Regions from separate parts of the Mus musculus genome. Here all the other regions are linked to region 1. The links are chromatin contacts, called in public HiCAR-type and HiChIP or PLAC-seq maps. All regions are on one chromosome and are shown on one strand. The core of a region is the stretch at or near the end of the contact, and the rest is flanking DNA. Distances in the headings are between cores, read along the strand shown.

The links. HiCAR-type assays count read pairs that join an accessible place to other places. HiChIP or PLAC-seq counts read pairs in DNA pulled down with a chosen protein or histone mark.
Region 2: a contact with region 1 is called in a HiCAR-type map of kidney, with 5 times the contacts expected there. The contact joins the enhancer-like site here to the promoter of Rbm45 in region 1. A contact is called at or near these places in 6 of 39 promoter capture datasets (the 3T3-L1 cell line, the C10 cell line, HPC-7-derived erythroid cells and 3 more), 1 of 484 Hi-C or Micro-C datasets (forebrain), 15 of 115 datasets of contacts at active chromatin or transcription factors (cardiomyocytes, craniofacial prominence, embryonic basal ganglia and 11 more) and 3 of 9 other capture datasets (adipose tissue, embryonic stem cells and pancreatic islet).
Region 3: a contact with region 1 is called in an H3K4me3 HiChIP or PLAC-seq map of intestinal villus epithelium, with 7 read pairs. The contact joins the enhancer-like site here to the promoter of Rbm45 in region 1. A contact is called at or near these places in 4 of 39 promoter capture datasets (the 3T3-L1 cell line, the C10 cell line, maxillary cranial neural crest and 1 more), 1 of 15 datasets of contacts at CTCF or cohesin (large pre-B cells), 4 of 484 Hi-C or Micro-C datasets (cerebral cortex, forebrain, nephron progenitors and 1 more), 11 of 115 datasets of contacts at active chromatin or transcription factors (cardiomyocytes, craniofacial prominence, embryonic basal ganglia and 8 more) and 3 of 9 other capture datasets (adipose tissue, embryonic stem cells and pancreatic islet).
Region 4: an H3K4me3 HiChIP or PLAC-seq map of intestinal villus epithelium shows a contact between it and region 1, with 5 times the contacts expected there. The contact joins the enhancer-like site here to the promoter of Rbm45 in region 1. A contact is called at or near these places in 2 of 39 promoter capture datasets (cranial neural crest and stem cell-derived epiblast-like cells), 6 of 115 datasets of contacts at active chromatin or transcription factors (cardiomyocytes, embryonic stem cells, heart atrium and 2 more) and 4 of 9 other capture datasets (adipose tissue, liver, macrophages and 1 more).

The regions. Positions count from the first base shown.
Region 1 is chr2:76,368,714-76,371,262 of GRCm38.p6, forward strand. Rbm45 (RNA binding motif protein 45) reads left to right here and starts at 1,271. Exons shown (of 10, transcript NM_153405.2): 1 at 1,271-1,715. The coding sequence starts at 1,416.
Region 2 is chr2:76,562,916-76,565,464 of GRCm38.p6, forward strand. It overlaps Osbpl6 (oxysterol binding protein-like 6), which reads left to right. Exons shown (of 27, transcript NM_001290733.1): 14 at 1,869-2,034. Among named protein-coding and RNA genes, the nearest start is that of Prkra, 84 kb to the right of the region's middle. Within about 2 kb of position 1,271, at least 9 of the 459 cell types and tissues checked have an H3K27ac peak or open chromatin away from gene starts, as enhancers often do. A contact at or near this core is called in intestinal villus epithelium and kidney, where this site is marked.
Region 3 is chr2:76,541,837-76,544,385 of GRCm38.p6, forward strand. All of the region lies in intron 5 of Osbpl6 (oxysterol binding protein-like 6), which reads left to right. Among named protein-coding and RNA genes, the nearest start is that of Prkra, 100 kb to the right of the region's middle. Within about 2 kb of position 1,270, at least 11 of the 459 cell types and tissues checked have an H3K27ac peak or open chromatin away from gene starts, as enhancers often do. A contact at or near this core is called in intestinal villus epithelium, where this site is marked.
Region 4 is chr2:76,510,370-76,512,918 of GRCm38.p6, forward strand. All of the region lies in intron 2 of Osbpl6 (oxysterol binding protein-like 6), which reads left to right. Among named protein-coding and RNA genes, the nearest start is that of Gm52557, 80 kb to the left of the region's middle. Within about 2 kb of position 1,267, at least 22 of the 459 cell types and tissues checked have an H3K27ac peak or open chromatin away from gene starts, as enhancers often do. A contact at or near this core is called in intestinal villus epithelium and pancreatic islet, where this site is marked.

The DNA of each region.
Region 1 (2,549 bases), core at 21-2,520:
GCCTCAGATTTCCTCATCTCTAAAAATAGGGATAAGGATTCCATGGTTGTAAAAGGCTCCTTTCAGCCATCAGACTCTATGGTTTTAACTCTTAGTATTCTATTGCTGCGAAGAGACACCATGACCACGGTAACTCTTATAAAGGAAAGCATTTCACTGGGGCTGGCTTACACTTTCAGAGGTTGAGTCCACCGTCATCATGGCGGGAAGGATAGCAGCAGGCAGAGATAATAGTGCTGGAGAAGCCGCTGGAAGTTCTACCTCCAGGTCCAAAGACAAGAGGGAAAGAAGGCACTGCTACTGAAACTCCCAAAGCTCAACCTCACACTTCCTACAAGGCCACACCCACTCTAACTAGGCCACACCCATCCTAACAAGGCCACGCCAAAACGGTGATGAAGACTGTGTTTTCACCAAAATTTCAGACAAACTCCCCCCAGGTCTTCTGCTTGACTAGATCCAACTTCCAGCTTTCTGTTCTAGGGGAATCTAATTGGAGGACAAATCCTGATAAGTCAGTTTCGCCATAATTCTTATCCTTGATGTCTGACTGCTGTTAATGTCTTTTTTTTTTTTTTTTTTTTTTTTTTTGGTTTTTCGAAACAGGGGTTCTCTGTATAGCCCTGGCTGTCCTGGAACTCACTTTGTAGACCAGGCTGGCCTCAAACTCAGAAATCCACCTGCTGCTGCATCCCAAGTGCTGGGATTAAAGGCGTGCGCCACCACTGCCCGGCTGTTAATGTTTTATTACTTATCAACTTATCACTTATCTACAGCCTAAGTTCTGGGAAGCAGATCTACTGAGAGTCTCTCTTACCCCGCGATCTTCAGTAATTGTCCTTATACTAACTCATATTGTACTGTCCTCCATTTATCTTACTGGAACCAAGTCCAGTCTCTCCCCCTTACTGCAAGACCCCAACGCAATGGTCCTTTGTACCTGTCTCTATGGACCATTTTGAGTGAAGCCTGCCTGCTTTTTGTATATTTTTGGTGTGGTGCTTTTGCTGACCTCAAATTTACTATGTAGCCCAGGAGGCCTCAAATGTAGCAATCTGATTACAGGCTTAGTAGAAGCCAGCTTTGGGAAGGCTTAAGAATCAGGCAGGTGGATCTTTTTAGCCACAGGGCAAAGTGGTTTGCATAAACCCATTCTTGGTTTTCCCTGGGACTGAAGATTTGAGATTGCTGAGTCCACCGTGGCACCAGGGGGCGCTGCAGAATGTTCCCGGAAGCCCGCAGACCTCACTGCGGGACGCACCTGCTTTCCGGCTCTCGGCTCTTCCGGAAGCGGAGCTGCTTACCGGCGTGGGGCGAGACGGGGAGCTGCCGGGAAGCGGCCGGGAAGCGGCCGAGAACCTGCCGGGTGAACAGGGCCTGCAGGGGGGCTGCGCCTGGGTCCCGCGTGGGGCGCCATGGACGACGCCGGCGGCTTGGGAGGCAGCGGAGGATTCCGCCCGGGCGTAGACAGCCTGGATGAGCCGCCCAACAGCCGCATTTTTCTAGTGATCAGCAAGCACACATCCGAATTGGTGCTGAGGGAGCGCTTCTCGCCCTTCGGAGACATCCAGGACATCTGGGTGGTGCGCGACAAGCACACTAAGGAGTCCAAGGGCGTGGCCTTCGTCAAGTTCGCGCGCAGCTCACAGGCCTGCCGGGCAATGGAGGAGATGCACGGACAGTGCCTGGGTCCCAGCGACACCAAGCCCATCAAGGTGCGGGGCTGAGGTGCCTGGTTTAGGGTGTGTGAGGTAGAGATGCCCAGGTTGGGGTGTTTGGGATATGGGTGCCCGGGGTTGAGGGTGCTCGCGAGGGTGACGGCGGTATGGGTTGGGGTCTCTCCCGCCCCTTTGCTGCGCCGGGGATGCTGTGCATCTGGTAGGAGAGGGGTTGGATTCTGCACGCACCGTGAGTGTGCCGAGGATGGCTTGGAGGAGCGGATCCCCGGCCTCTGGCCAAAGGAGCCTCTTACCCTGGGAACAGATTGGGTAGCCACATCCAAGGATAGCACAACTGTGGCTGACCTCGTAAGTCAGTCAACCTCCTGTCCCCGTCTTCCTGTCTATTGTGAAAACTTTTCTGAGCTTCCTCTCTCGAACACTGTAATTACCTTCGCGACTAGAAAATTTAGTTTTAGGGTTTTTTTTCCTCGTGTATTTTACTTTTACAAAGCTTGAAGGATCTCTTAAGTAAAAAAAAAATTACAGCACCATGCCTATAAACAGAAAATTATCAAAGTAAAAGTATTTTGTGACAAGCTATGCTATACTGGAAAGGGGCAAACCTAGAAAACGGTGCAAGGTGTGGGGGAATTCTGGTTTGGGTTTTGTAAGAATACCATTTACGAGTGTTCATGGACTGTGGGCTAGAGTGTCTCCAGCCCCTCTTCTATGCTGCACCTGGGCATGGGGAGGGGAGTTAGAGGGTAGTAGGGGCAGAGAAAGGCAGAGGGAGAGGAGGAGGGGGAGGGAAAGAAGAAGGAGCAGGAGGAAGAAGAAGAAGAGAGAAAGAAAAGGAAGAAGAAAGAAGAGGCCAGCCATGAGCACGTA
Region 2 (2,549 bases), core at 21-2,520, 190 kb after region 1:
CTTGGAATATTGTGAGTTTGTTCCCCATGGGTCATATCCAGAGCCACTTTTAGGAGTCAGTTTAAAACTCAATTATGTTCAAATTATAAATTTGTAAATTGTGTGTTTCTTCTTAGCATATGATTTGAGCATTTAGTAGAGATGCTTTTATTGTGCACAAATACGGGGCCTTCTTGGACTCCATGGGCTCTTACATCGGGCCCCTCTATGGCACCTCCCTAGGCTAACATAAGCAGCTCAGAAGAAAAACCCATGCTGGCTGAATTCTTGAGGACTTTTGAGTGACATGAAACTTTCCCATGATCCTCAGTATACTATGTCTCCCAACACCAAACACCCGAGTTTGCTTTTCTTTAATGTCCCTTGATCTACCTTTAATCACTTTCTACACAGGTCCCATTTTTCTCTTCGTGCCCCCAAAGCTTCTCTGTCATTGCTCTAAAGATAAAGTCCCCAACATAAGGGAGCCCCAGCACTCCATTCTCTCAAAGGACTCATTCGCTACTTCTCTGCCTCAGATCTGGGACAGGAGGAAGGTTTGAGACTAATAAGGTAGACAGACATTGACACCTCCCAGCATGGAGTCACTGCAGCTCCTACTGAGGGTCAAGGATGATGACCCTGACATCTCTGAAGGCCTCAGAGAATGTGTGGTAGCATGCTCAGTGGAGGCGCTGTCAGTGCGGGAAGTTGCCCATTCTCTTCCTTCCTCAGCAATAGCTTCTTTCCCAGATAAAGTACTCACTGTCAGAGCTGAACTGCATCAGTGGGGCCATCAGTCAAGTCATTGCCCATGGGCCAACAGACAGACAGACAGACAGACAGACAGAGAACCCTTTTATCCTATCCTTTCTCATTTATTGAATTCATAAAATTTAAAATAAAAGCCTATTAAGGAAATTAAGTGTTTTACACACACACACCTCTCCCACACACCAAAGTATTGCAAGTTAGTCAGGGAGAACGAGTTAGCACTTCAACTGCAGAAAGTTCAGTTTTTGTGGAGTCTGTGTTATAGCTCCTCAGGGCAGCTGAGAGAAGATCTATGTAGTAAGATTAGGAAAGCTAGCTGGTGGACTAGCTAGAAGAATAGCATTTCCATTTCCCAACAATGATTAACCAGTAGCTCTTGTCACCCTCAGGTTGACCCCCCCCTAAAAAGAACAAGAAAGTGCTTGGCTCCCATCCAACACAAGCCTAGTCCTGATCCGGTCTGGACAGGAAAGTTCCTGCTGCCATTGGTCTACAATAATGTGACCTTTTCTACTAATGCTTTTCACTGGTGACTGGTTCATCAGCCACAGTCATCTATATATCAGAGGCGTGTGTAATCACAAAGACAAACGGCAATGACTCACATAAGTTTCTTTTGTGAATATATTAATCAGTATATTTTTAAATGACTGAGTCTCTTTAATTCATTAGTGTATGTACTAGAAATGTGCTTCTTCCAGTGGCTATAGACCAAGCGAGTCTTTAAATGTAGTTTTATGTTCATTAAGATCCTGCCTAGGTTCAAGGAGAAGTAAATATAAATTGCATTCTGACTGTTCGAGAACAGGTCCCCTACGTCAAGGTTTGAGTTGCTCTTTTCTGCCAGTTACTTCTAGGGACAAGTGAAGGTTCAGAGGTGTGTAGTTATTATTCTCTGTAAGAAGGCAAACCCAATGAGTCCTGGGAATTCTTAAACTCTCAGAAACAAGACTAACTCTTCCCAGCCCACACAGCTTATAAAATAAATGAGAACTGAGGCTCGCCATCAGAAAGGAGTGTGTTGTTATAACAATTAGGAAGGGCCCTGGCTGCGGAGGAGGAGATGGCTGAACAGGGCATGGTGACACTTGAATAATTGACACCTTCCCTTCCAGGTTCCTTTCAGCGCCACCATGTCACCCGTGCGTCTGCACTCCTCCAACCCCAACCTTTGTGCAGACATTGAGTTCCAGACCCCTCCTAGCCACCTCACCGACCCTCTGGAAAGTTCCACGGATTATACCAAGCTACAAGAAGAATTTTGTCTAATTGCACAGAAAGGTAACACTACAAGGTGTTTGACAGTGGGGAATTTGATGAAAGAGTCATTGTTTCATCTTTGCGTAGGTGAGGATGGACGGCAGAAGGATGGACTGGTTAATATGTGGGGGGGGGAGCTCTGTCAATATACTGGCTGCAACAGGTTACAGCATCTGCCCACCAGGACAACCCACAGCACAACCTTCAGTTTGACTGAGTCACTTGTCATTGGAAAGGAAAGAGGCAGAAAAGCAAAGAGGGATTTGTTTCCTAGGCAGCCCGGCAAGATACTGTCTCTAGACATCATTTTTCTCAGTGTAGTTATTTTATAATCCATATTCACTTAACCTTAGCCTGAAAAAAAAAGATGTATTCCTTTCTCAAACAAGTTTCACTCTCGTGCTCTTCAACTGGGTGAAGAATTGAGCAAGTGCTCAGCTGAGAGCAGCCATGGGTCACTCACTGGCTTTCTGCTAGAGCCTGGGCTGACAAAGTGACCTCCACCATGTTCCTTGTGTATTGGCAGCACACCGGGA
Region 3 (2,549 bases), core at 20-2,519, 170 kb after region 1:
GTCAATATAATTGACATATCCCTTTGAAGCATCTATCCTCTGTAGCTAGTGAAAAGATGAAACAATACATAGATGAGAGTATGATGGCCACTTGGTGTGGGTACCACTGGACTTTAGAGGTGAAGCAGAGATCGACAACACCGGTTACAGAATGGGGAACATTTACCGAACACTTATTTTGTGTCATGCATTGTCTCGGCCGGCCTCTAGATTGTTAGAGTGGGTACTGACTTCCTCTTTTTCCATAGGCTCCCAGCATACAGGTCTAATCTGCTCCCTACAGCTTGCCGGCTCACAAAAGCTGAAGTGTAGGCCTAGTGACCCAACAGAGCGTTCTGGCTAGGAATCCCGACAGCATTCGCTACCCCATTGCTTCTGTTGCTTCCCATTTAAATCCTGATAAGGGACTAATAGACTTTTTGTTTTTACATTAGTAGATGTGGAAAAATCTTGGGGTCTCATAAAATGAGTCCGTGTATCCACCCAAGTACCACTGCATCTCACCATTTCAGACCATTCTGTGGAATACAGGCTTTCTACGTGCTGGTTGGTAGGAGGACTTTGAACAAGGCGTTGCCTTGGTTTAGGATTTATTTAAATTCTTTGCTGTTCTTAGGCATTTTTACCTAACCTACCCACCCATAGACTATCTTGCACTTTTTATATTTTAAAGGCATTACAAGATACAAAGTTTATCCCCTCAGGCAGGAGTAGACTTCTAGTCCATGGAAAGGGAAGAATTATTCAGCTATAAGAGAATTATTAAACTATAATTTAGCAGGTAGCTGGGGAGATGGCTCAGCAGTTAAGAGCGCTGATGTTGGTCAAGTACCGACATGATGTCTTTAGGGCTCTTGTTTATATTTCTGTTTTAAGTAGACCTAGGAAGAGCAGAAACTCCTGAGTTGAAAATAAATACGGATGGGAATTTCAGGGAAAAATGCACTCTTTGAATTTTAGGAAGTGATTTTAATTTTCTTACGACCTACCTAGTTCTCTAAGCAAGAAGGAGGAATTTTAGTGTCATGGAAAACAGAATGCAGAAGGTTCTGTCTCGTGTGGGGATGGGTTCTTTCCTTTCCTACATATTTTATTTGCAACCTTATCATCCATCAGCATTTATAATTGAAATAGGTGGAGCTATTATTTGCCATGCTTTTATCCTTTGCCCCTTTGTCAGCCTGAGAGCCTATCTAATTGTTAGAACTGAGTCAGGATTCCGTGCTGTCTCTTTCACTGGACACAGGAGTATTGCATCGGAGTAAATGGCACTGGTAGTTTGGAGTGCAGCACTTCCCTTTGGAGACAGACTTTAACCTTTGGCCTGTTCTGCCGTACATCTCTCCCGTTCTCCAGTTCTTCTTCTCTCCCCGAAAGGAAAGAAAACCACCCTAACAGAAGTAGGAAGTGTTAGCTACAGAGAGATGAGTTTGTGTTTTCCCAGACTTCAATTAGGAAGGGAGAAAAGTTGTACATGTTACTAAATGGTTCCATTTTATGTTATATAGAGATTCTTCATGGGCGGGGAGCAGCAAGGGAGGCATATCTACCCTTTTAAATAGGATGTAGATAAACATATCTTTAAATACAACTCACATGTAACTGAGAACAGACGTCCAGTGACTATATTTACACACAGTGAGAAGTTGCTCTCTCTTAATTTCCTAGTTATGCCTATCATTTTTATGGAGTAGTTACTATCCTGATGAGAGCGGAAAACCAGAGGTCCTTGTTGGTATGTGTCAGAACTTACTATGTTCTTATATGGTCTTTACATTGTCCATAAGTGGGGTTCTACTCCTGAGTTGCAACCCCATATTAAGAAGGAATGCCAAATCCTTCATGTGCTCCTTGGGGTCATGTGACAGTGACATGTGTGCTCGTATCAGTCAAAAGCCATGATAGTCTATAGAGCCTGAAGCTGTATTATCAGAAATATTCTTATATTTAAGTAACATATCAATTGTAGCATTAATAATGTGATTTTTTTTGAGACAAGTTCTCTCTGTGTGGCTCTATCCTGCCTAGAACTTGCTATGTAGAAGAGACTGGCCTGGAACTCACAAAGATCCACCAGCCTCTGCCTCCCAAGTGCTAGGAGTAAAGGTGTCGTGAGCCACCACACGTAGCTTAGATCAGTCAGTTTCTGGCAGAATTATCTTCAAGCAGAAAGCCACATTGTGAGCTATTGCATATACTTGAAAGAGTAATATTGCCAAATAGACACACACACAGGCCATTTCTATAAGATCCGTAGCTCATTCCTCAGCAGTGACTGTGGATATAAAGAGATAGTTCTTTCCTGAGGTGGGGTTGGGTTTGTAGGATGCCTGCTTGCTGCTGGATCTCTACATTTTATCTCCTGATAAAAGAGAAAATTCCACCCTAGATACCCATAGTTTCATTTAACATAGATGAGACTTGGCCCCAAAGCAAGCAGCTTCTAGGGTGAGGAGAAAGGGGAGAAAGAGATGGTGGCTCCGGTCCTCTTGCCAGAGCCACGTCCCACATTCATACCTGATAATGGTACCTCCTCCCTGAGCCCCTCA
Region 4 (2,549 bases), core at 17-2,516, 140 kb after region 1:
CTACCTCAGCCTCCCAAGTGCTAGGGTTATAGGTAGGTACCATCAAACTCAGCCTAAGATAATCATAATCTATGTGGTATCTGATCATTTTCTTATCTTTTATTGATGTTTGGATCATATTTCTAATACAAGTTGGGATTGCTTTCATAGCCCATGAGGATTTCTTTAATGTAAAAATAAAACATCAGTGCAAGAAATACGTACTTGTGAGCAGTATAGTGCCATGCTGACCCCTCCCCACTATGGCTAGTTTCAGGGGTACCTCTGAAGCCTAAGCTGAGGAGGGGCGCACACAGTAGGTTCCTGAGCCCAGCATTGAGTAGTCACGAAGGTTCCCATAACCCAGTTAAATGAGTTCATGAGGCTGAAAAATGTAAGGCCTTGTAGTAGACCTCATATGCCAGTCCTTCTCTCCCTGACCTAACAGTAGAGAACAGTAATCAAAAACAAACGTTCATGCTCGTTCCCCAAGTTAGCGTTGTAGACACCACGGCATATGCATAACAGAAATCTTGTCATTCTAGAAGGGTGGCAGTTTCTCAAGATCCTGACCACAAAATGTCTGTAATTAAGCTAGATGACAGGCAGCAAACTAGTAGGTGGCAGGTGCCACAGTTCCATGCAGCCAGCCTAATCTATCAGCCTGATGCTGTCACGTCTTCCTGGCTCCTCACGGGTAACTCAACTCGAGAAAGAATAAGACCTAATAATGCCCTATGGCCCCTTGGGTTCCATTAGTAGCCTGGCAGGTCTTTTTAAAGGAGTTTTTCTCTTGGGAAGGTTGAACTCTATAGTCTTTTTCCCCAGTGACTTCTGAACAGATAAAAAACCGGAGTTCGTAATTCATTTGGATCATTTTGCGTTATCTTCAAGCAGATACAGTGGTATCGAGGAATTGACGTGAGAGTAGTTATCTGCAGGCAGCTTGCGTGCGCAGTCATCTGTGCCTAATGGGTATAATGGAGAAACTGGAATCTAACTGACGTGATAAGCTCAGTGAACATCCTGGGTGGTGTTTGTGGGCTCATGACGTATAACCACTGTGACAAAAATCATATTGTCCCTTCCCTCAGGGGTTCTGAAGAATCATGCCAGATAAACAGAGGACAGAACATGCGGAAGTGGGGGGCGTGATGCAGGCTGGAGTGGCAATTCTAATAGGAAAGATTGCATCATGATGAAACCTGGCTGCAAACCCGTGTAAAACAGTGCCTGTGTGTGGTACAAGACAGTGTAGCTGATTTTGTGTGTGTGTGTGTGTGTGTGTGTGTGTGTGTAATTTACAATTTTAAGTGTGACGTGTTGTGGCACTGAGTGAATTTCCATTCACCATCTGTCCCCAAACTGTTTTCATTTTCAAAATTAGAATTATAGACTCAGCCCAGTAGGCATCAGCTCTGTTTCTCGTGTCCTGAAAAACCTGGCAACCACCACACCTGTTTTCTCTGTACCTGGAGGATGACTCTGGGTCTCTGGTAGGAATGGAAGTGTGCAGCATCTGCCCCGTTATAGATGGCTTGTTCCGTGTAGCATGATGACTTCTGGGCTCATCCTCCATGGTGACAACTGTTCTTGGTTGACTATATCTGGAAGGAACTACAATCTAGATATGGAGGGCAAACCTGGGAGGGATTGTCTGCTTGGCTTGAAGTAGGTGAATCCACTTCTAGCCCAGACTTTTGAGGTAGGAAGACACACACCATTGATCCGAAACTTGAGATGGGGAGACACGGGTCTTTAATTCTGATCTTGAGGAGAGAAGACACACGTCTATAATCCAAATCTCCAGGCAAACCTTCTGCTGGAAGTCTCTATGAGGACATAGACGGGAGCTTCCGCTCGTTGCCTGCGTGCACTCGCCTTGCTAGCACATCTATTCCTTCCCTGGCACTGGAGCCTATGGAATTCCAGTGTGTACAGAAGGCCAGCTGAGACAGACACCTAGCCTGTGGGACTGAGCAACCACTAGATTCTTGGACTTTGTATTCACAGCTAGTCATTGTTGGATTAGTTGGACTTCAACCTGTAAGGAGAGAGAGAGAGAGAGAGAGAGAGAGAGAGAGAGAGAGATTGATTCATTTCATAACTTCTGTGACTCTAGAGAACCCTTACTAATGTATCAATGTTGTCATGTGTGATGGTTTGAATATGCTTGGGCCAGGGAGTGGCACTATTAGGAGGTGTGGCCTTGTTGGACTAGGTGTCACTGTGGGTATGGCTTTAATACCCTTGTCTAGCTGCCTGGAGTCTTCCACTAGCAGCCTTCAGGTGAAGATGTAGCACTCTATGCTTTGCCTGCACAATGCCTGCCTGGCTGCTGCCATGTTCCTGCCTCGATGATGATGGACTGAATCTCTGAACCTGTAAGCCAGCCTCAATTAAATATTGTCCTTATAAGACTTGTCTTGGCCATGGTGTCTGTTCCCAGCAGTAAAACCCTAACTAAGACATCATGGGTGTTAGAATTTCCTTTCGCTTTAAGGCTAAGTAATATTCCATTCTATGAACAGCCCACACTTTCTTCCTCTATGCCCGTGTCAGTGGGTATT